7 separate regions of the Mus musculus genome follow, and regions 1, 2, 4, 5, 6 and 7 are each linked to region 3. Evidence: chromatin contacts called from public HiCAR-type and promoter capture Hi-C data. All regions are on one chromosome and are shown on one strand. Each heading gives the region's core, a stretch centred on a gene start, on an enhancer-like site or on the middle of the called end of the contact. The rest is flanking DNA. Distances are from core to core; before and after follow the strand shown.

Region 1 (2,700 bases), core at 188-2,687, 3.0 Mb before region 3:
GATATGACGCTGATGAGATGGATCAGAAGGGGTCTGCCTGCTCTTGCCAGGCTGGCCTGCTGGTTGCCTTCTCCTCTGGCTCCAGTGCAGCATTCCTAACCTTTGGTTCTCTTCCCCTGCCAGGGCCAGACAATATGCCAAACAGATATTGCTTGCACAGTGGGTGAAACAAACTCCGGCCTCCCAGGAGGTGAAGTCTGCCGGACTGAGGAGGGGCCTGGGAAGAGGGTGTAACAGGCCCAAGGAGGGCTGTAGTGACACTCTACCAAGGAGGGAGTAAGGGTGTGCCTGGGGCTGGCAGTGCTCCTGAGATGGCTTCAGAGGCGCTTTCACCAGAGGCACTGGTGACTCACCGGCTTCTCCCACACCCAGTCCCCTAGTAGGTGGTGTTGCTCCGTTTGTTGAATGAATGTTAAGATTCACTAGGAAAATTCTTAAGGACTAGTTGCAGTAGGAAGAGGCCAGAGGTCTGGGTGAACTATCCTCAGCTAGGGGCTCTAACCAAATCAGTGCACCAGGAACCCGGCAGCAGAGAAAAGTCTCCCTCTCCACGTCATCCAGCCAGGCTAGTCCAGCTACAGTAGCATCACACAGCCTTTGAGTACACACCCCCTAGGGAGCGAAGACCAAAGAAGCATTTGCTGGACAGTTCCACCTGGGCAGGATCACCTCATCAGTCTGCTCACCAATAGACACTTTCCCCGTGGTCCTTCAGTTCCCCAAGTTCCCCAAGTTTCGTATCCCCAGGGGCCCAGAGAGAAACTAGGAGTGGAAGAAGCAGCCGTGCACGAGCGGACTCGACTAATTGCTGAGGCCCACAAACGCGCAGCCCGAGATGGAGAAGCTCAGAGAGCTGAGGGCAGCTGCACCCACTGGGGTAGCACCCCTGTAAGACCCAGCGCGGATCCAGGGAAAAAGCGGCCCGGATGATGGTGTCACCCGGGCATCAGGAAGCACTTACGTTCGCTGCCATGGTGGGCTTGGTTCGCTGCCGCCGTCTTGCTCTATTCCGCTAGGAATTGGGCTGACGACCGGAACGCAGAATACGGTGACCTCCTGTCTGCCACAGAGCTGCAAGACTTCTCGTGGAATCCAGGACCTGGCGGGACGCAGGACAAAAGTTACCGCCCTGCCTAAGCCTCAAGTTGTCTGCGCGTGCGCATCTTAAGGGCTGCTGGGAAATGTAGTCCGACGTCTGACACGTTCGCCACAAAATTACAAACCACTGTATTTCACTGGTGCGCGTGCGCGCTGCAAGATTTCTGGGAAATGTAGTATCGGTCTAGTTGGAGAGGCGCAAGGGCTGCTGGTCAGTGTAGTTTTCGACTGAGAAGCGGTTCTGGTGCTTAGGACGCGCGGAGGCAGGCGCGCGGCGGGCAGGCCTGGAGGGGGCGGGTCTGTGCGGGCCTCAGTGCCACCCGCCAGGCCTGAGAAGCGGCGAGGGAGGTCACGGCGAGAAGGTGTATCCGCTCCAGCCGCGCCCGCTGCCTCTGCGAGCTGCAGAGGACTGTCGGGAACAACCATGTCCTACTGCCGGCAGGAAGGTGAGTCGGGCGCTGCCATGGAGACCGGCCGGGACGGGCCTGCGAGAGACACGCGATCAAGTGGTCTCCACCGAGCGGCTGTGGGCCCTTTAGTGGGCCTCACGCGGCGGTTTCCAGACGAGAGAGGCAGAGGCTCCGTGAGGAACGAGGCCGGTCCAAGGTCAAGGTGAAGCCCGAACCCGGGCCTCGGAGGGCCTCACGTGGGCCTGGCCAGTGTGGAGCACGTTGTCTCTGGCTGGGAATCGGGGACTGTTAGGAATTAGACACCGTCGCTCCTAGCACTCCCCACGTGGTTCTATCCCGCCCAGGCTTTTTAGCTATCCCGAAAAATTACCGCTTGGGCTAGAGTGGGCGTGCTGAAGTGCATCTGGCAGGAGCATTTAGTGAGCGCCTTCTGTGTACTAGGCACGCTTTTAAACTTAACGTAGCCATTTTTATATGTCGGGTTCCCTTACTGTCCACGTCTTATCAAACGGAAAATTAAGACAGGTTACTCGATCCAGGAACCCACATCAGGTCACGAAACCGGGACCCGCTATGAAAGAGCTTCCTTTCTTCCGTCATTTCTAGCCACGTTGAGGACCACTCACTACCTGTTGTTACCTGTAAGCAGCAACCCAGAAGAATCCAGACCAATCTGTTGCTCTAAGGTCTCCCAGCACTGACTGGCTTCTTATGTCTGAGCTGCCAAACCCGCCAGGCCCTAGTTTCCACTCCTGTAAATTGAGAGATCAGGCGTCATTTACTCTGGTATTCACGAAGCACGTGCCCAAGGCAGGAAAGAGTTGGAGGGCTCTTGAGAATACAAAGCTACAGAGAGACTTGGTTCACCCAGAATTCTCAGCTCCTTTACTCTTAAGTCTAGAGAACATGAGGTACAAAGGAGGAAGTGATCCACCCAAGGCCATACATCCAGTTAGAAGGCCCCAGTCCGCTGTAGAACCCCCTCCTTCCCAGCATCATCATTGGTGCCTCTCCCGAGGACTGTTTCTGTTGGTTAGCACTTGGTGTTCCGCATACGAAAGTCCTTGACCCAGCACTGTTAGGCGGATTCCTAGGATGACTTTTGTTTCCTCCAACCTAGTTGGTAGGTTGATGACGAGTCTTTGAGTTAAGGAGGCTATGCAGATAAACATTTCTACCCCTCTTGATGGAT
Region 2 (2,700 bases), core at 77-2,576, 2.1 Mb after region 3:
TACCAGGATTCTAGAAATAAAAAGCTATGGCAGGAACTAGGTGCAGAGTTAAGGCCCGTAACATGATACATGTTCATCCTACTTCATTTATATGAACTATATGCACGATACATCAAGTTGCAATCTTCAAATATACCGGGAGAAAAAAACAACAACCAAAACCCACAATTTCTTGAGCTTTTCTTTTTTGCCCTGTGAAACCCAACAAAGGCACAACCGCCTCAACCCGTGCGTTGAAAAACAAAGAATGCAAGGGGAAGTTACATGACAAAGACAATATCCTAGACTCGAGTTACAAAATATTCACTAAAGATGCTTACACCTGACTGACCACAGTTACTCCATTAATAAAAATGTCAACCACTAGTCGCAAATGGTGGTAAATATGTTTTAATGAAACCCACTTTCCCTCGGTAGATGCATCCCTCCGAGTGAGATTTCCATTTTTTAAGAACGGTTTCAACATCCTTGGGTGTCCAGTTAGGTTTTTTGGTCGAGGGTCAGGGGAGTACTACAGAGGGAAAGCCGAAGACCTTCGAGAAAGATGTCTGGCTTTTTTTTTTTTTTTCTTTCCAGTTCTCAACTGCAAGTATAAAGTTTTTAACCTCAGCCTTCAAGAATTAAAAATGAAAAAAATCCTACCAAAAGAAAAGAGAAAGGACGTTCCAGATGGAAATCTGGAAAAGATTCATCGAAAAGAGGGGGCGGGGAAAAAAAGGACGCAAGCATGGGACTCCAGGAGGACGTGCCGAGTCCTGAGGAGAGCTTTGAATGAAAAGTCCTTCCTCCAGGTCTGGGGGCCGCGGGTGCAGCCAGCCGAGGGGTGACAGGGGCCGAGCCCCTCTCCCGCCATCGTCCTCTCGGCCCGGCTCGGCTCTAAGCATCCTGGCGTGCGCACGGGAGGGAGGAACCACCACAGCGCGGCGTCCACGGAGAACAATAGGCTGCAGAGAGGCGCAGGGCCGCGGCCTCCCTACGGGGCGACCACCATCCCGCCTCCCTCAACGCTGCTCCAGACTCACAGAGTCTTGGGCATCTCGTCCTCCATGGCTGCTGCGGTCGCGGCGGCACCTCAGGGTCCAGCTCCCTGCCCTTCGCTACCTCCCAAATCCTTGAGGCGGGCTATGGCTGCGGAAGAGCCGGCCTCCTCGCTTGACCGGAGGCTACTTCGCTTTCTTCTTTGGCAGCGATTACACAAAAAAAGGCCCGGCCTACCGCGAACAATGAAACCCCGATCCAAGATGGCGGCGAGCCGGACGCCTAGGAGCCGGCAGCCGAGTGACCCGTGCCGCGCATGCGCACAGCCAGCTAGCATGCTCACCCTCCTGGCAGCCGGGTTTAGGCTTCAAGGACGGGGTTCACTTGGTGCGCAGCCGCGCTGCCACCAGGCAAGGGATGGCTCAGAGTGCGCAGACGCAATGCCAGTAGTTTAGGATTTCTGTAGTTTCAGAGCGGAGTGTTTCATTTGTGAATTATATAGTGAAATTAAAAATCCTTGGGGAGGTTAAAGAAATAAAATAGCAGGTGTTTTTCTAGCAGGAAAATTTTCTTTTTGCACACTATTTAAAGAGAGAAAAGACATGCGCCGCCCGGGAATCGAACCCGGGTCGCAAGAATGGGAATCTTGCATGATACCACTACACCAGCGGCGCTGTTGAGGATTTGGGCGTCCGAAAACTCATAGGAGATACGTTAGTATCTCTGCCTATTGGATTCTTGATTTATGTAAATGAAAATTAGAACGAATTGATACTTGCACTTTTTCCGTTGCTTTATGAAACGATTCATTCTTTCTCATACCAATGCTGTTGAGTGGCTGTTTGAGAAAAATCTCGACTTTCATTTTTGCTTATTATTTAGAAGTAAGAGTTGTGGTAAGAAAATAAGGTCTACTTGACAATAAGCAATACTTTGCGAGCAGGAATCATATTTATGTCTGGATTTCTTTTGTATACCCAATGTAATCGAAAAGCTGGTAATAACAGAGTTACTGTTGCAAATTGGTGAGAAGAATCTCAACAGTCAGCCCTTGCTTAGGGTTCAGAGTTATGGCTCTGGAATGTGGTTCCGGTACTTTTTTTTATCCTTTCTTATTACACTATACATATTATGTAAAGCATTTATTAAAGACGTGAAAGTTTTTGTATCCAATGTCGTTCTTTTACATCAGTGGTCCTCAAGATTCCTAATGTTGCGACCTTTTAATACAGTTCCTGGCATTGTAGTGACCCCAACCATAACAGTACTTTTGTTGCTACTTCATAACTGTAATTTTGTTACTGATATGAATTGTAATGTAAATACTTTCAGCGATAGAGGGGTGGTAAAGGGGTCGCGACCCACAGGTTGAGAACCAATTGCGTACTCTGCCATATTTGGGATTCCCTCTCTCTTTCCTTCTTCCTCCCTCCTTTCCTTCCTTCTTTTCTTTCAACTTTTCTGTTTTTCAAGACAGGGGGTCTCTGTGCAGAACTGGCTGTCCTGGAATTAGCTCTGTAGACTAAACTAGCTTCAAACTCAAAAGATCCTCTTGCCTCTGCCTCCCTAATGCTGGGATTAAAAGCATGAGCCACCACCACCCCACATTTGGGAGTTCTACTTCTATAATTATCTCTAGAGTACGTCATATTTTCAGATTATATAGAGTCTATATTATAGACAGAAAACAAATATTGTCCACACTTCAGAACGCAGAAGTAG
Region 3 (2,700 bases), core at 84-2,583:
CAGAGGACCTGAGTTCAGTTCTCAATACCCATGACAGGTGGCTCCCTCTTCTACCTTCAAAGGGCACCTGTTATCATACTTACGTGAGCACAGAAACAATAAAAATAAATCTCAAAGAAATACTTAATCAAAACTTCATTTAGATTTTATTGTCTCTTTAGGCATCTGTCTCTAATATTTAATAATTAAATCTTTAAAATGTGTACATGCAAAAACACTGCACCTCTGTTTCAAAAACCTCACATTGTGGCCTGCTGTGGTGGCACATGCACGGCTAGTCCCAGCACTCAGAGCAGTCAGGTGGGATCTCTGTGAATCTGAAGCCAGCCTAGTCTACATAGTGGTATCGAGGGCTACCTAGAGACCTAGCTTAAAGAATCGAAAACAAAAACCTCACATTGTGCTAAGTATATTGACTTAGTGCTTTCCCCTAAACCCATCTATATTTGTGTACGCACATGCAACTTAATGCCAAATTAAATATAAATGTCCTATCAATGACATGGGGCTGGCTGTCTAGAATGTTTCTAAGGACGTGGCCACAGCAAACCTCTCCGTTGAAGTCAGGACTTGGCTGCATGAAACTCAGCACTCAGGGTGCACAGCAAGAAGTCGATTTCAGACAGCACACAGCACTGAGATCAGAGATCCCACTAAAGAGTAAGTTTCATGTTGCCCCACCTTGCCCAGTCCCCTTCGCACACCCTTTCCTCCAGCCCAGATGTATTCTTTTCCCTGAAGATATGGGGCTGCAAGGCTTGGCTCGGTTTCTTCATCTCTCCTAACTCTCCAGTTCCAAAGGCCTTCTTGGAATGCGCTGCGCCAAAGCCCACCCAGAGCCGCCAGACCCGGCCTTTGCCGAACGTCCTCAAATGCATGAGCTCAGACATCCTTGGAGGCAGCCTACAGCACCCAGGAGGGTATTGTAGGGTAGGGTAAGCCATGCAGGGTAGGATTCAGCACACTGCTGCTCTGTCGTGCGTGACGAGCAGCAGCTGAGGCCTACTGGGTCGCGACATGCTATCACTGGTACTGAGGGCCACCGACACGGAAAGCCGAATCGCCTGCTTCGTAGGGCCAACACCACCACGAAGCGTCCACTAGTAACAAGGGCTGATTTGGCCCTCACTTCCGGGAGAGTCTGCGCAGCTGCACACGCCCAGTTCCGGTGTGGCCCGACAGTCGTCTTCCCGACAGCCTCTCTGCTCCTGCTGCATGCCGGGAGTTGTGGTCTTGGCGCAGGCGGCGCGGCGGGCGCGCGTGGCAGGAAGCGGAAGCGGCCGGTGGCCCATCCCCGGCCCCGCCTCGCCGCGCCGCTCGCCGCCGGGCTATCACTGACGTGTCTCTCGGTCGAGGAAGCGCGCTCCGGAGCTAGCAGCGCCTCCTCACTCGAAGTGGAGCGCAGTCGGGGCCGGGCGTGTAGTCGGATCAGCCGCCGCCATGGCGAGTGAGTTTCCTGGGGGCCACCCCGGCGCAGCCAGGATGCGTCGCCTTTCCCCGTTTGGGCGCTCGCCCGCCGTGCTTCCCGATCCTGGCGGAACGCGGCCTGCCTGGGGGACTCGTTCCCGCGCCCCTAGACCGAGCCTTCTGGGTCCCCGCACGCCCACGCCCGGCTCTCATCGTGCCGGGCTCCCTCAGGTGCCCTCAAGTTACTCCGTACCTAACTCCTTCTCTTTCTGTTTCTTCCATCAAAGTCAAATTTCTGGAAGTCATCAAGCCATTCTGTGTCATCTTGCCGGAAATTCAGAAGCCAGAGAGAAAGGTAAGTCCCCAGATGGTGGTCAAAGAAGACTTGCAAAATTGGGCGCTGGGAGTTTACAGTACAATTAAAAATGGCCTCAGCACACCGAGTGAAAACTGCCCCTCTGGAGTGTAGCTGTGTGTGCTGGGATACTCACGGGAGCCGTTGAAAGGTGACCCGGTTGTGTGGGAATTCTCCCAACACCTTGTCTCGTTAGGAGCATCTTTAGTGGATAGTGGTTAACAAAGCCTCAGGTTTGCCTAGTCCGAAAGTGGGTCTGAGCAGTGATTGATTAAGACCTCAGTTAGGATCCCAGATTGAGTTACCCTCCGTTCTTCACCTCCAGCAGGAGCAGATGATGGGGTGTTTGTTTCGTGTGGGAGGTGACTTCGGTATCTGGTTTCCAAAGGAAAAATCGAGTCGTGTAATCGATATGAACGTGTTTGTGGTTTTTATTTGAATGTATGCTGCCCCAGCATCGAGTTTACATGCACTAGTGAAGTCTGCTGCCATTGACAGCAGGTGCTCTAAAACAAGGAAGGAGAGAACTGTAGCACCTTAATGCTTAATGTGAATCTTAATCAGAATTTCTGTGGCAGGCAGCTTCGGCCCAAGAATAAATGTTCCTAGTGTGAGAGTGCCCGGTGAAGGAAAGTCCAGGCCCATGGGCTCAGAAAACAGTAAATCTACTTTGTGTTCCTGGTTTGGTTTTTGGTGTTTTTTTTGGTTTTGGTTTTGGGGTTTTTTTTGTTTTGTTTTGTTTTTTTTGGTATTTTGGGTTTTTTTTTTTTTTTCAGACTGTCATATATTCACATCTGGCATTTGTAGTTGGCATTCACATGGATACTTTGTGCTTCTAATTTAGTTTTTACTTTCCATAGTTCTATGCAAATGCCTTGCAGTACCCTTGCTGCCTTTGCCAGGATGATGTTCAGAACTTTATCTGTTCCACCTCAGTG
Region 4 (2,700 bases), core at 126-2,625, 3.0 Mb before region 3:
TCCAATTCCCAAAAGAAATTCAAAAAAGTAAGTTTACACTGCAGTTCTAATTTGTAAGGAGGTAGGATGCAGCCTCTGGCTCTGAGATGTTTTAACAGACTTACGTGTAGTCTGCCTCGAAGCTCTCGGTCATTTCTCATTTTCACATAAATTCGCTCATCCAGGCTGAGCCTGATCAGATCCAGGGGCTCCTCTACGGTATTGGTGGTCTGTTGCTGAGGAAAGGCAAAGGCTTACTCATAGGATACAGAGGCCGGGTGGTGTTTCAATCACTGGTCAGCTGAGAGAGCAGCATGTGGGTGCTAGTACACAACCAGGGTTGTCTCCAAGATCAGCAAGCGCTCTTATCTGCCAAGCCACCTCTCCAGCCCCAATAAATCCCCATTAAGGAACTTACACTCTAGTTGTGGAAGAAACACTTTAAATAAATACATATTTAAAACAACATGCTCTGGAGAGAAACACAGTAGGGTAGCACGTACGTACGTACATACGTGTGTGTGTGTGTGTGTGTGTGTGTGTGTGCAGGGGCTATACATATTTAAAACAACATGCTCTGGAGAGAAACACAGTAGGGTAGCACGTACGTACGTGTGTGTGTGTGTGTGTGTGTGTGTGTGTGTGTGTGTGTGCAGGGGCTGTGTGTGCATGTGAGGGTGTGAAAGACATTTTGGTGGCCAAGGTACACCAGCTACCTAAGAAATAGGGAAGGGTAGGTGCAGAGGCCCGTAGGCCCTTCTGTTGGCCTGTGTACCAGATCTTTGCTTGTTTTCTTCATACTCCATCTCTAGCAGTTTCTCCATCTCCTAGAACTGCACCTTTCCTCTGACCTCCCCTCGTAATTCACTCCAAGGGAACCACTGCCTGTGCCCCCCGTGTTCACTCGGATTGCTAAACTGGTGTCCTGCTACGACCTCCCGCTTTCTGTCGGAATCCCGACAGCTAGCTCCCAGAGATGGGCATCTCCAGCCGCCTGCATTCATTCTACAGAGAAAGGGCGACGACGAGCGCGATGGGTAGACGGGCGGGTTGAGAAACTCTGGGCCTACGGAGGTTTCAGGAGCAGGCCCGGCTACGGAAGGCCGTGGTGACTCGGAAAAAAAGAAAAGGGCCATCCCACGGGAAGCGTGGAAAAAGCGAGAAGCGAAAGCATTTCCTCTTCGAACGCCTCAGGTCAAACTTACCTGATCTACGTCGTCCGCCATGTTTCAAACGCTGCGCCCTTTCCACCTCTCGCGGGAACAGGAACTCAGAAACCTTAGGCCGCCACGCACTGAAGGCGAACTATATTATTTTTGTCCCTTCGCGCCCTCGTAGTTTGCATGGGGGCGGGGCTTCCTTCGAGGGCGTGGTCCTACCCTGGGCTGGGGGCGCGGCCAGGCGTGGCCCGCCTCCGGGCGGGGCGGGCACGCGGAGACCTGCGGCGTCCTGCGCGGTAGTCCCGAGGAACGCCTCTGGCTAGCATGGCCCCAAAGCGCACCGCAGACGGAAGGCGGCGGAAGCGGGGCCAGAAAACCGAGGACAACAAAGTAGCCCGGCACGAGGAGAGCGTTGCGGGTGAGAGGCCGAGTCTGCAACATGCCAGGCAGTGGTGGCTGAGGCTGGTGCGGGCGGCGGAGCGGATCTGCGCCTGTGGCAAGGTCTCCACGGCCGGGTGCGCGGCGTCCCCGAGGGCCTCTGCTATCAGCCTTAAACCCCTCTGTTAACCATTAGAGCCAAGTTCAGCCTCTAAGCAAGTGTTGAAGGCTGAGCAGCAGAAAGCTTCGCAGTTACCAGGTGTCTCAAGGAGACCCCAAAACCAAGACGGAGGGAGACTCTAGTGCGTGCGAGATCTCTCTCCAAATTCCCGACTGCCATCCAGTGTAACTCCAGAGTTTAGGATGTGCTTTGTTGTTGTTGCTTTGTTTTTCCGGACAAGGTTTCTCTGTGTAGCCCTGGCTGTTCTGGATCTTACTTTGTAGACCGGGTTGGCCTCAAACTCAAGAGATCCACCTGTCTCTGCCTCCCTAGAGCTAGGATTAACCCGTGTCTGCCACTGCGCCCTGGCTAGAATGCGCTTCTTACCTAGATCTTGAACAAAGCAAAACTTCCATCTTCCCTCTTAAACAAATCCATCCTCCAGTTGTTCCATTTCAATAAATCACACCTTTTCTTAACTGCCAGTTCGGCAGCAAGTCCAGTCAGCTTCGGAACCAATGAAATCTGTACCTAATTCTCTTTAATTTTATAGCTGGAGATCCTGTCCACAATTGAGTAAGTGAACTTCACGTTGCTTCTTTTCTGGCTTCCTCTCATCTGTCTGCCTCAGGTCATCATCTAGCAGCCAAACGGATGTAGAACAACAAAACCTCATGCCTCTGTCTTCTTATCTAAAACCCCCTCAGACTTGCGCTCTGCAAGTATAGCATCTTCCTCACTTAGCTGGTTTCCTACAGGATTTAGAGGCTGTCACAATTCTGTCTCCTTTCCAAATATTCTTGTTTTGATTTTTTCCTGTTTATTTTAAACAGCAGGCTGGCCTAGAAATCTGGATCTTTCCGTTTCAGATATTCTTATTTTGATTTTTTTTTTTCCTGTTTATTTAAACAGCTGGCTGGTCTAGAAGTCTGACTTCCGGTCTAATCCTCCTGATCACAGGGATTGCAGATGCCTGGTTCTTTAGTGACCTGCTTTCTGCTCTTTAGATATGCTGTATATTTA
Region 5 (2,700 bases), core at 39-2,538, 2.9 Mb before region 3:
ATTTCACATGGTGATTGTCAAATGGCAGAACTAGTAAAAGTAGGCCTACTTGTTAAAGTAAGTGACTTGTATGGGTATGTTTTGATCATGGTCCCTTCCTTCTCTCTGCTTTCTGTCCACCTTAAGACAAGTCACTCTGCTCACCAGCCACCACGATGGTTTGCCTCATCACAGGACCAGCCATAAGGGAGCTGGAGCCCTTGGACAGAAACCTGAAGCATGAGTCCAGGTGTGATTGTGGGGATTTTGGGAAGAGGGATAGTGGATGTACATCCAGAGGCAGTGAGGTCCCAGATGCCTCCTCTGTAGTGAGGGGGTCAAGCAGAAGAGCTCTCGAACCTGACAGATTTGTGAGCTGTCCTTGCTCAGCAGTCATGAGCACATCTCTGTGCCAAGAACTGAAGGGATAGCTGGAGCCCTCAGGCCACAGGGACTCAGGACACATGTGACTCCTGACAGTTGACCACTAACGTGGTCTGGCAGCCGCATCATTCCCCAGAAAATGAGTGTAGACAAACATCATCCAAACAGTAGTTTAATGTCCCAGGACCTTCCTGACCCTTTCAGCTGCTTCCTGAGATGAACAGGAATCACAGGGTAGAGGAGACACAGCACACTTCACGGGATACCAAAGACAGAGGAGAGAGGTGTGGATAGTCAACCCATGTGAACTCAAGTTGGTCTGGTGTCCCCTGGGTCTGCTCCCTCCCATGCAAGACAGGGAGCCTATGCGTGTGAAGGAGAAACAGCTGCGGCAGCGGGCGATCGCGGCGATCAGGGAGGCACATTCCCGCAGTGACTGACAGTTTTCTGTTTAGCACAGTCCCTGCGCACTGTAAGAAAGCGGAAGAGATGAGGGATCTGAGGATAGCCTCGGGATTAGTAACAAGCAGCAACCACTAGACCTGGCAGTGGATATGTGAACCCCATCACGTGCTACTGATAAGGAAACTAAACAACACCTGGAGTCAAGCCTCCCGCATCAGGAGGAAGACGAACTCGGGGGTGGGGGTGGGGTGCGGCGGGGAGGAGGCTATTTCTGAAGCCTATGAGAGCTGTTTCTGCCATGGCAGAAATATGCCTGCTCGCTTTCCCTTTCCATTTGATACTTAGTACCATGATGTTCCTTGGAAGTTATTTTTCACACATGTTCATCTATTGGGCAGTGTTCCTTTTCCAGATCTCAGGCAGAAGTCAGTGAAACATCTCAGCGTAAAGAGCCGCGGGAGCAGTCAGCACCGAAGGAGGAAGGGTCGGAAGACGGTTCTCAGGGACCAAGGCAAGGAAAGCGGCTCAAACTGATGACGCTACTGGCCAGCGCCTCAGGATGACGTCATGTAACCGCGCCGTCGCCGCTACTGCACTGGAGGCTCCGCCCAGCTTCTCCATTGCTAGCGCTTCAGTCTAGCAGGAAGGTCCCGTGCAGCTACCTTGGCATTCTAGCTGTCGGTTCATATTCGGGTGGAACTGGCCGTTTGAACACTCTTGAGAACTGTATTCTCATATCCGTAGCCCATCACTTGACTTCTAGGTATTCATTTTTTGAGTCTTTGTATATTCTAGACATTAACCCTGTCCTGTTCAGCTAGCAAGGTACTGCACGGTCCAAACTCGCCCTCCCGGGCGACCAGCTCATAATGACCTCCCGCCCTCAGTCTTATCGCTCATTTTTTTGTGGGGTGAGTGAGCAGGCCCCGTAGCACTAACTCCTGGAACCAGAGTATGTGGAACCACATGAGAGTGAGCTCGAAAACTGTAAAACAGTTGGTTTTACATCTATGATACATCTTTTAGTATGTTTAAGAGCTAATCCCATCCATTTGTAATTTTGATTGTAAACTTTGGATAAGATTTTTTCCAGAAGAAACACTGACATTTGCTTTGTGATTGAGTGAGTGTTCGCTGAGAGAACAGGTATTCAGCACGAACTCCTTTTTTTTTTTTAATCAAACATTTAATATCCTTTAAAATTCTTCAAGATATATCAACAGCCTATTTTATGTATAAAGATAAAGGAGGAAAGCAATGTATGTAATTAATGTGAAATTAAGACAACTTTCCTGAATATATATATACTATCTCAAATCAATAATAAAGATGAGTACTGCTTTTTTGCCTGTTAAGGAAAGTCATCTTATTGAAAAAACAAACAGCTGAAACGAAGTTTTCTCATGACACAAATGGACTAATTATACAGGTCTCAAAAATGTTTTAAAAAGTACCCTAAGAAGAAAATTTTCTCATTGGACTACACAGAAGCCATCATCTGTGGTGGGGGTGTATATGGAGGGATGTGTGGCAGCTGTTAGGGCTGGCAGCCTCTCCTGAAAACATCTAGAGATTTAATCTGACTCCTTTCATAACTTGCCCAGGACTGTGCCACGCCTGAAGGAATATAAACTCCTGTACAGCACTTGTTAAGTCATGGACTCAGTGTGGGTGTCCATCATTGGATGAATGGCAAAACAGCACAAACACACAGACCTAACTCCCCAGGGCACACACCCAACCATTCTCTCAGTCTGATTCTAGTATCCTGTCCCTCATATCTATTCTCTAAGACTGATCCCTAGTTTAAGTCAATTGAGGTCTGTTTTATGGTAGTGGTGCCTCTCCTATCTGGTGAGACTCCTGGTACCTCCCGTGAGTTTGCAGTAGACTCAAAGGTCCTCTCCCTATGCATGACAGGAGCCCCCCACC
Region 6 (2,700 bases), core at 92-2,591, 2.1 Mb before region 3:
CTTTATAGAACATTCCGGTGGGAATGTACGGGAACCCAAACTCAGGGTTCGAATCCCAGTTTCTCCTCTTCGCAGATGTGTGACCTTGGGAGAGCAAAATACCATCCACCTCAGAGTATGAACGGAGCGCTGTAAGACCCTTTATCCTAGGGTACCTTCAGAGGTTTTGCTTACTACCAAAAATATTAAGAGAACATTTCTAGAAATAAAGAATTTGTAGGTTTTGTGCTCAGTTCTGAGCAGCATGGTGGACCGATTCAGTTAACACTACACTGTCCCTCCTAGAACATGCAGCACTCCTCGGCATAGGGATCTATGCTGCAGATGCTGCCCATCAGCTAGTCACCCTCTCAACAGTTGTTAGGGTGGCTGAGCTGTTGGCCAAGCAACGCTTAGTCTACTTAATAATGGCACAAGTATAGTGATGGTGACAATTGTATCACAGTATATGATTACACCTGCCCTACCTTAGGGGTGTTCATCTTTTACTGTGTCTAGTTCACAAGTTAAGCTCTACCATAGGTATGTATATTAGGAAAACAATCTATATGTCTGGATATCATTCCAGGATTCAGACACTCTTTGGGAACATGTTTGTAACTCCCTGCAATAAGGGGAGATCACTATACCCTTCTATAGTATATTTTCCTTACAGGGCACTTGGCCTGACTCCAGGCTCTTCTGTACTACTTTACAGTCGTGGTTCTTAAGCTACCATAGTACCAGCATGAGGCCAGCCAGCGTCAGGAAGCAGAGCAAGCTCATCTAGATATCTGGGTCAGGTTGGAATGGCTGCGTCTCTAAGTGGTCTCCGTGGCGAAGAAGCAGTTTGAAAACCTGAGTTTTAAAAGATTTATAGAAAGGATCTGGTAGACTGAGGGATCTTCTCAAGTCTGAACAACCTCTAGCTTGACAACCTGGAGCGCAGGGACAGCTCGCTGAGCCTGCCTTAGGGTGGTCAAGGATGATCTCGGGGTGCTGAAGGAGTTAACCATAACCCCTAGAGTCAGGCGCTCTGGGGTTCATCACAGGCAGAGGGAGAGAGATCAGCGGGGCGGGTCCCTGCAGACCTTTGGAGCGAGGATGCCACAAACTGACCCGCCCAGTGTGCCTAAGACAGATCCTGTGCCCCACGCCCCATCCCGAGGGCCATTGACGCTCCGCTTTCCCTTGGCTTCCCCGGCTCCCAGTCCAGCTCCTGCCCGCGCTTACCGGTCCTCTCCCGGCCGGCGGCGAAAGCGAGGCGGCCAGGCGCGCGCTGGACACTGTGGAGGCCTGCGGCGGGAGGAAGCGAGAAGGGCAGCAGGCGGGCCAGCCCCGCCCTGCCTAGGCGTCCAGACAGAGGGGCGGGGCCACAGGAGGGGAGGGTTGCTGGGCGAGTGTTGTGGGCGGGGCCAATCCACAGAGGTGGCGCTTGAAAAACCCAATTTTTAAAGCCTTTTAGTCAGGACAGCTCTCTGATCGAGCAGTGGGGTGTGCAGGGATGCTCCCTGGGTGCCGAAGGACCCAATGACACGCCTCAGAGGCGGTGCCGCTTGGGGTGGGGCCAAGAAAGAAGAAGCTAGACCCCGGAACAGGACCATGAGTAGGGCGGGGTCACGGGCGGGGCCACGGGCGGGGGCGGGGCTGGGCGACGGAGTAGCCTCCAGTAGCACACTGCAAGGGCCAGCTTCCCTTAGGATACACATTTGCCTGTTCAGTTTTCAATCTGACATTTCTGAATATTTCACCTTTGAACACTTGTGTATGTGTCATGAAAGTTCTTCTGTCCTTCAACATGTGTGATCCTCTCACTCTTATCAAGATACAGCCTTGGAAGACTCAGCCAGCAGTGGTGAGCCTCAGTGGACACCAGCTCCTACAATCTATCCCGTGCCCCCACTTATGGCTCTTGGCTGATTCAAGAATCCTGAGCCCTGGCTGGATTCTAAGCTGCCAACTGCACCTGCAGAAACCGGATGTGCAAGACCTGTAAGACAGTAGTTTTGAAGAATACAACACAAAAAAAGTATGACAGGGCAAGGCCCGGGGAGATGCAAGCCCAGTTCCTGGATTCTGTCCCCAGCAAATGAAAAACAAAACAAAAACAGATGACAGTGTTCCACATGTTAGGAGAATTTACAGACTGGATGGCTTACATTGTCAAAATATAGTGCTGAATTCCAAGCTCCCAAAGTGATTGCATTTGTCAATCCAGCTTATGTAAGAGGTAGCAATGAACAAGTGAAGTCACAGGGTGCAGTCACAATGCGACTGGAGTCCTCTCAGGAAGAGACCCTGCCAGCTCATTCTCCCTGTGTGCATGCAGGTGAGACATAGAAAGACAGTAGGAGGGAGGCGTCACCAGGAATAGCCATCCATGAACCTTGAACTCCATGTTGATATGCTTTCATTTATTGTAACAAAATCAACTTATACAAAGAAAAGGGTTTATTTTAGCCCATACTTTTGAAGGTTTCATAAAGGTTTAACGAGTTTGATTCCCAGACTGAGGCACTGTGGGCAGGTGGGGGGTAGCAGAATCTTAGGTCTGACTAGAACAGGGAAAAGCAATAACTGGTGTCACAGTCTTGAAGAGAACCCTGGACCTCAGCCCCTGATCCCTCCATCACAAACCCTTTGATTAAAGGCTGACCCAGAAAGCCCTGTGACAGTGAAAAGGAGAGGCAGAAAAGACAACAGGAGGTTCACTACCAACAT
Region 7 (2,700 bases), core at 65-2,564, 2.2 Mb after region 3:
CCCCCTTGGTAACTTTCTTTTATATTACTGTTTCTGTGGCAAATATAGCACAACTTAACAGCACACCCAGGGCTTCTTCCAGAATATCAACCCTCACGGACACCAGGGCTCCCACCAGTGTTGACAGGACCTAAGGCAGAACGAGTGTTTCTCATCCCCTGCCAAGGAGCTGCTGTTCAAGGACTTGGGAGCTGTGAGGCATTCCTGACCTGGAACCTTTCCAGCTCGCTGGTGACCAGAGCCTGGGCTTGAGCCAGAGGCGCATGGCAGCGCTCGATGCATTGGTGCACCTGCTGCATAGATGCTTGGGTGTCTTCACAGCAGTTGGCGCTGCACCGGAACATGAGGCCCTGGGGAGCGAAGACAGAGCCTGGTGAGACTGGAAAGACTCTGAGGACAGCTCTCGAAGGACAAGGCCTTGGAGGCCATGCTTCTCTACCTGTTTTGTTTTATTTTTCCCGCCGTATCATCAGGACTTCGTAAGACTGGGACGGTTACCAGGCCTAACATTTGTAGGATGGGGATATATGTTCTTGGGAGCGCGCTTGCTAGTTCTAAGAAAGCCTTGCGTTCCATTCCGCACAGCACAAAGCCAGGGTGGTGGCCCATGCCTGTAATCCTCGCACTCCAAAGGTGAAGGCAGGAAGATCGGGGGTTGGAAGTCAACCTGGGTTAAAAGAGACCCTGTGTGCTGCTATGAGCTCACTGATAAGATAATGTACCCAAGACTGAACCGGAAGAAACCACGTTCTGAAAATCAGTTTTTGTATTTCTGTAGCAGAGTTCAGAGGTCGGCCTGGCTAGTCAACGCCCCACAAGGCGATCGAAACAGTAGAGGGTGATTAAGGGGTGAAGTTAAGCGAGGCCAGTAGGGTGAGGGAGACGGGGCCCACGCTCACGGGCGTTCAGGGTTCGTGGCATCTAAATCAGCGCAGGACGGCCCGAAGGGATTTCGGTCTGGTGGTTCTCCTGGGCCGGTCCCTCCGAGCCTCGCGCCAGATCACCTCAGGGGCGGCCGAACGCTCGTCACCGAGGCCAGGTGGGAGGAAACCGCCCCACGCGAGGCCCGGAGCTCGAACGTCACCGCGCCACCCCCGCCCGAGTTTCCAATCCCGTTTGGGCGCCGGACCGCGCCGCTACCTGCATCTTCCGGATGTTCTCTCTCTCCACACTTTTCACCATGGCGTCCACAGCCTCCTGCACTCGGAGTTGCTGCACCTCCGCCATGGCGACCCTGAGCTCAGCCGCGCCGGCGCCCGCGTGTGCACCCGCTGCGCCCCGCCCCCTGCGCCCGTGCGGGCTTCTCAAGCCACTGAGTCCCACCCTCCGGCTTCGCCCCGCCCTCGGCTGCGCCCCGCCCCTAGCTAGTGAGTCCCGCCCCTTTGCGCTGAGCCCGACCCCCCACCGAGTCACCGCACAGTCTTCCGAGTACCTCGCCCTGGCCCCTGGCCATTGCGCCCTTGTCCTCAGTAAGCGTTCCCGTTCCCGCATCCTCATCGCCCCCTGGCGTCTAGGTTAAGCAACTTCAGGCAGGAGACAGCGGGCGCGCCGCTGGTTCTTCCGTGGAGCCAGGCTTTTGGTGGCCAAAGATCTCTTCGTCGTCTGACTTCTTTTCTTCCTCTCTTTCTCTCTCTCCCTCTGTCAATCCCAATTTTAAAAAAGCGAATGTAATTAGCAGCTCTTGTACAGCTCGATCAGATTTTATTATTGCTATCTTTGTCTTGGTTTCTTTTTGTTGCCGAACAGAATTTCATTAAATGTACATACCACAATTTGCTTTGTCAATTCCCCAGCTGGTGAACATTTATGCCGAGTTACTAGTTACTGCGAGTAAAGGGTACGGTATTCTAGATTGTCTCAAGAGTAGTGTGGGGGTATGGAGGGGCTGTAGATAGCGAGACCGTTGAGTAAGGGCGAGCTGTTTCTGAATGGATTGGTTCTGTCAGCCATGTGCTCTCGTGTTCCCATTTCTACTGTCTTATGCAGTCATCTCTGAAACACAAGTGGTCCCTTCTTCCCATGGGCCGATGCAGAGGGGAGCATCATTAGGTTAGGAAGAGGGCTACTAAAGGCTGCGTTAGAAGAGCTTGGGCTATAAGTGGTCCCATAGAGATAAGGGAAAGTTCGAGTGTTTCGGGAAATCTCTCTCGGCGAGCTAGCATTGAATTTTTGTATTGAACTAGAAGGCCCTTGCCTGGCACTCTGGAGAAGGAAAAGAATGACAGGCAGGTACGGGAAGCTTCAGAGGGCAAAACAGAAAAAAAAGGTTGAAGCTTTGTGGAATAGCCTGGAACGAAAAAAAAAAGACTAGCGTGTGAAGAGTGCTTGAGATTTTAGGCACTTGCTGTGATTCGCCACTAGATGGCAGGCTAGCTCTGTTTTGAGGGTAGGAAAAGCCACACAACCCATTGTCCTTTGAGAAAAGCTGTGTTCCTCCATGGCTGGGCTTTCCCTCTCTCAGATACCAGGGTTGGGGATAAAATGTGTCCACTACTTGAAGCCGGACTTACAGGGATCTTCCAGGAGCAGCTGGAGCCAGGGCGATGGCAGTGGTCACCCAACAGACCAGGTGCTTTGCAAGTACTTTGAATGGGGTCTGAAGCGGACCCTTCAGTGTCCATTTTTCTCTCACTGTGCACAAAGTCAAAGCAAAGGGAGGGGAAGACTCTGGAATATTTAAATCCTAGCAGGGCAAGATGG

Evidence for each region. Promoter capture Hi-C pulls out the DNA fragments that hold promoters and counts their contacts. HiCAR-type assays count read pairs that join an accessible place to other places. Capture Hi-C pulls out chosen DNA fragments and counts their contacts.
Region 1: a promoter capture Hi-C map of adipose tissue shows a contact between it and region 3, with 2.7 times the contacts expected there. The contact joins the promoter of Chchd4 here to the promoter of Sec61a1 in region 3. A contact is called at or near these places in 5 of 39 promoter capture datasets (cranial neural crest, embryonic stem cells, liver and 2 more), 5 of 484 Hi-C or Micro-C datasets (CD4 T cells, CD8 T cells, memory CD8 T cells and 2 more), 2 of 115 datasets of contacts at active chromatin or transcription factors (astrocytes and thymic regulatory T cells) and 3 of 9 other capture datasets (adipose tissue, embryonic stem cells and liver).
Region 2: a promoter capture Hi-C map of pre-B cells shows a contact between it and region 3, with 2.7 times the contacts expected there. The contact joins the promoter of Tia1 here to the promoter of Sec61a1 in region 3. A contact is called at or near these places in 2 of 39 promoter capture datasets (liver and pre-B cells) and 2 of 484 Hi-C or Micro-C datasets (CD8 T cells and regulatory T cells).
Region 4: a promoter capture Hi-C map of adipose tissue shows a contact between it and region 3, with 3 times the contacts expected there. The contact joins the promoter of Xpc here to the promoter of Sec61a1 in region 3. A contact is called at or near these places in 5 of 39 promoter capture datasets (cranial neural crest, hippocampal neurons, liver and 1 more), 1 of 484 Hi-C or Micro-C datasets (natural killer cells), 2 of 115 datasets of contacts at active chromatin or transcription factors (astrocytes and thymic regulatory T cells) and 2 of 9 other capture datasets (adipose tissue and liver).
Region 5: a HiCAR-type map of astrocytes shows a contact between it and region 3, with 5 times the contacts expected there. The contact joins the promoter of 1810044D09Rik here to the promoter of Sec61a1 in region 3. A contact is called at or near these places in 3 of 39 promoter capture datasets (the 3T3-L1 cell line and liver), 1 of 115 datasets of contacts at active chromatin or transcription factors (astrocytes) and 2 of 9 other capture datasets (adipose tissue and embryonic stem cells).
Region 6: a promoter capture Hi-C map of liver shows a contact between it and region 3, with 2.4 times the contacts expected there. The contact joins the promoter of Slc41a3 here to the promoter of Sec61a1 in region 3. A contact is called at or near these places in 1 of 39 promoter capture datasets (pre-B cells), 1 of 115 datasets of contacts at active chromatin or transcription factors (astrocytes) and 1 of 9 other capture datasets (liver).
Region 7: a contact with region 3 is called in a promoter capture Hi-C map of pre-B cells, with 5 times the contacts expected there. The contact joins the promoter of Fam136a here to the promoter of Sec61a1 in region 3. A contact is called at or near these places in 2 of 39 promoter capture datasets (neutrophils and pre-B cells), 2 of 484 Hi-C or Micro-C datasets (B cells and CD4 T cells), 1 of 115 datasets of contacts at active chromatin or transcription factors (thymic regulatory T cells) and 2 of 9 other capture datasets (adipose tissue and liver).

Annotation. Positions count from the first base shown.
Region 1 is chr6:91,472,160-91,474,859 of GRCm38.p6, reverse strand. Chchd4 (coiled-coil-helix-coiled-coil-helix domain containing 4) reads left to right here and starts at 1,437. Exons shown (of 3, transcript NM_133928.2): 1 at 1,437-1,544. The coding sequence starts at 1,523. It overlaps Tmem43 (transmembrane protein 43), which reads right to left and starts at 1,153. Exons shown (of 12, transcript NM_028766.3): 1 at 962-1,153. The coding sequence starts at 973.
Region 2 is chr6:86,402,845-86,405,544 of GRCm38.p6, reverse strand. Tia1 (cytotoxic granule-associated RNA binding protein 1) reads right to left here and starts at 1,326. Exons shown (of 13, transcript NM_011585.4): 1 at 1,023-1,326. The coding sequence starts at 1,048. n-TGccc4 (a tRNA gene) reads right to left here and starts at 1,652; the gene lies at 1,582-1,652.
Region 3 is chr6:88,517,433-88,520,132 of GRCm38.p6, reverse strand. Sec61a1 (Sec61 alpha 1 subunit (S. cerevisiae)) reads left to right here and starts at 1,333. Exons shown (of 12, transcript NM_016906.4): 1 at 1,333-1,447; 2 at 1,695-1,762. The coding sequence starts at 1,441.
Region 4 is chr6:91,514,563-91,517,262 of GRCm38.p6, reverse strand. Xpc (xeroderma pigmentosum, complementation group C) reads left to right here and starts at 1,375. Exons shown (of 16, transcript NM_009531.2): 1 at 1,375-1,557. The coding sequence starts at 1,464. It overlaps Lsm3 (LSM3 homolog, U6 small nuclear RNA and mRNA degradation associated), which reads right to left and starts at 1,228. Exons shown (of 4, transcript NM_026309.2): 1 at 1,185-1,228; 2 at 105-215. The coding sequence starts at 1,205.
Region 5 is chr6:91,439,575-91,442,274 of GRCm38.p6, reverse strand. It overlaps 1810044D09Rik (RIKEN cDNA 1810044D09 gene), which reads right to left and starts at 1,288. Exons shown (of 2, transcript NR_038153.1): 1 at 1,117-1,288; 2 at 520-833. 4930471M09Rik (RIKEN cDNA 4930471M09 gene) reads left to right here and starts at 1,421. Exons shown (of 3, transcript NR_045980.1): 1 at 1,421-1,914.
Region 6 is chr6:90,603,521-90,606,220 of GRCm38.p6, reverse strand. It overlaps Slc41a3 (solute carrier family 41, member 3), which reads right to left and starts at 1,341. Exons shown (of 11, transcript NM_027868.2): 1 at 1,213-1,341.
Region 7 is chr6:86,364,260-86,366,959 of GRCm38.p6, reverse strand. It overlaps Fam136a (family with sequence similarity 136, member A), which reads right to left and starts at 1,314. Exons shown (of 3, transcript NM_025591.3): 1 at 1,141-1,314; 2 at 210-350. The coding sequence starts at 1,227.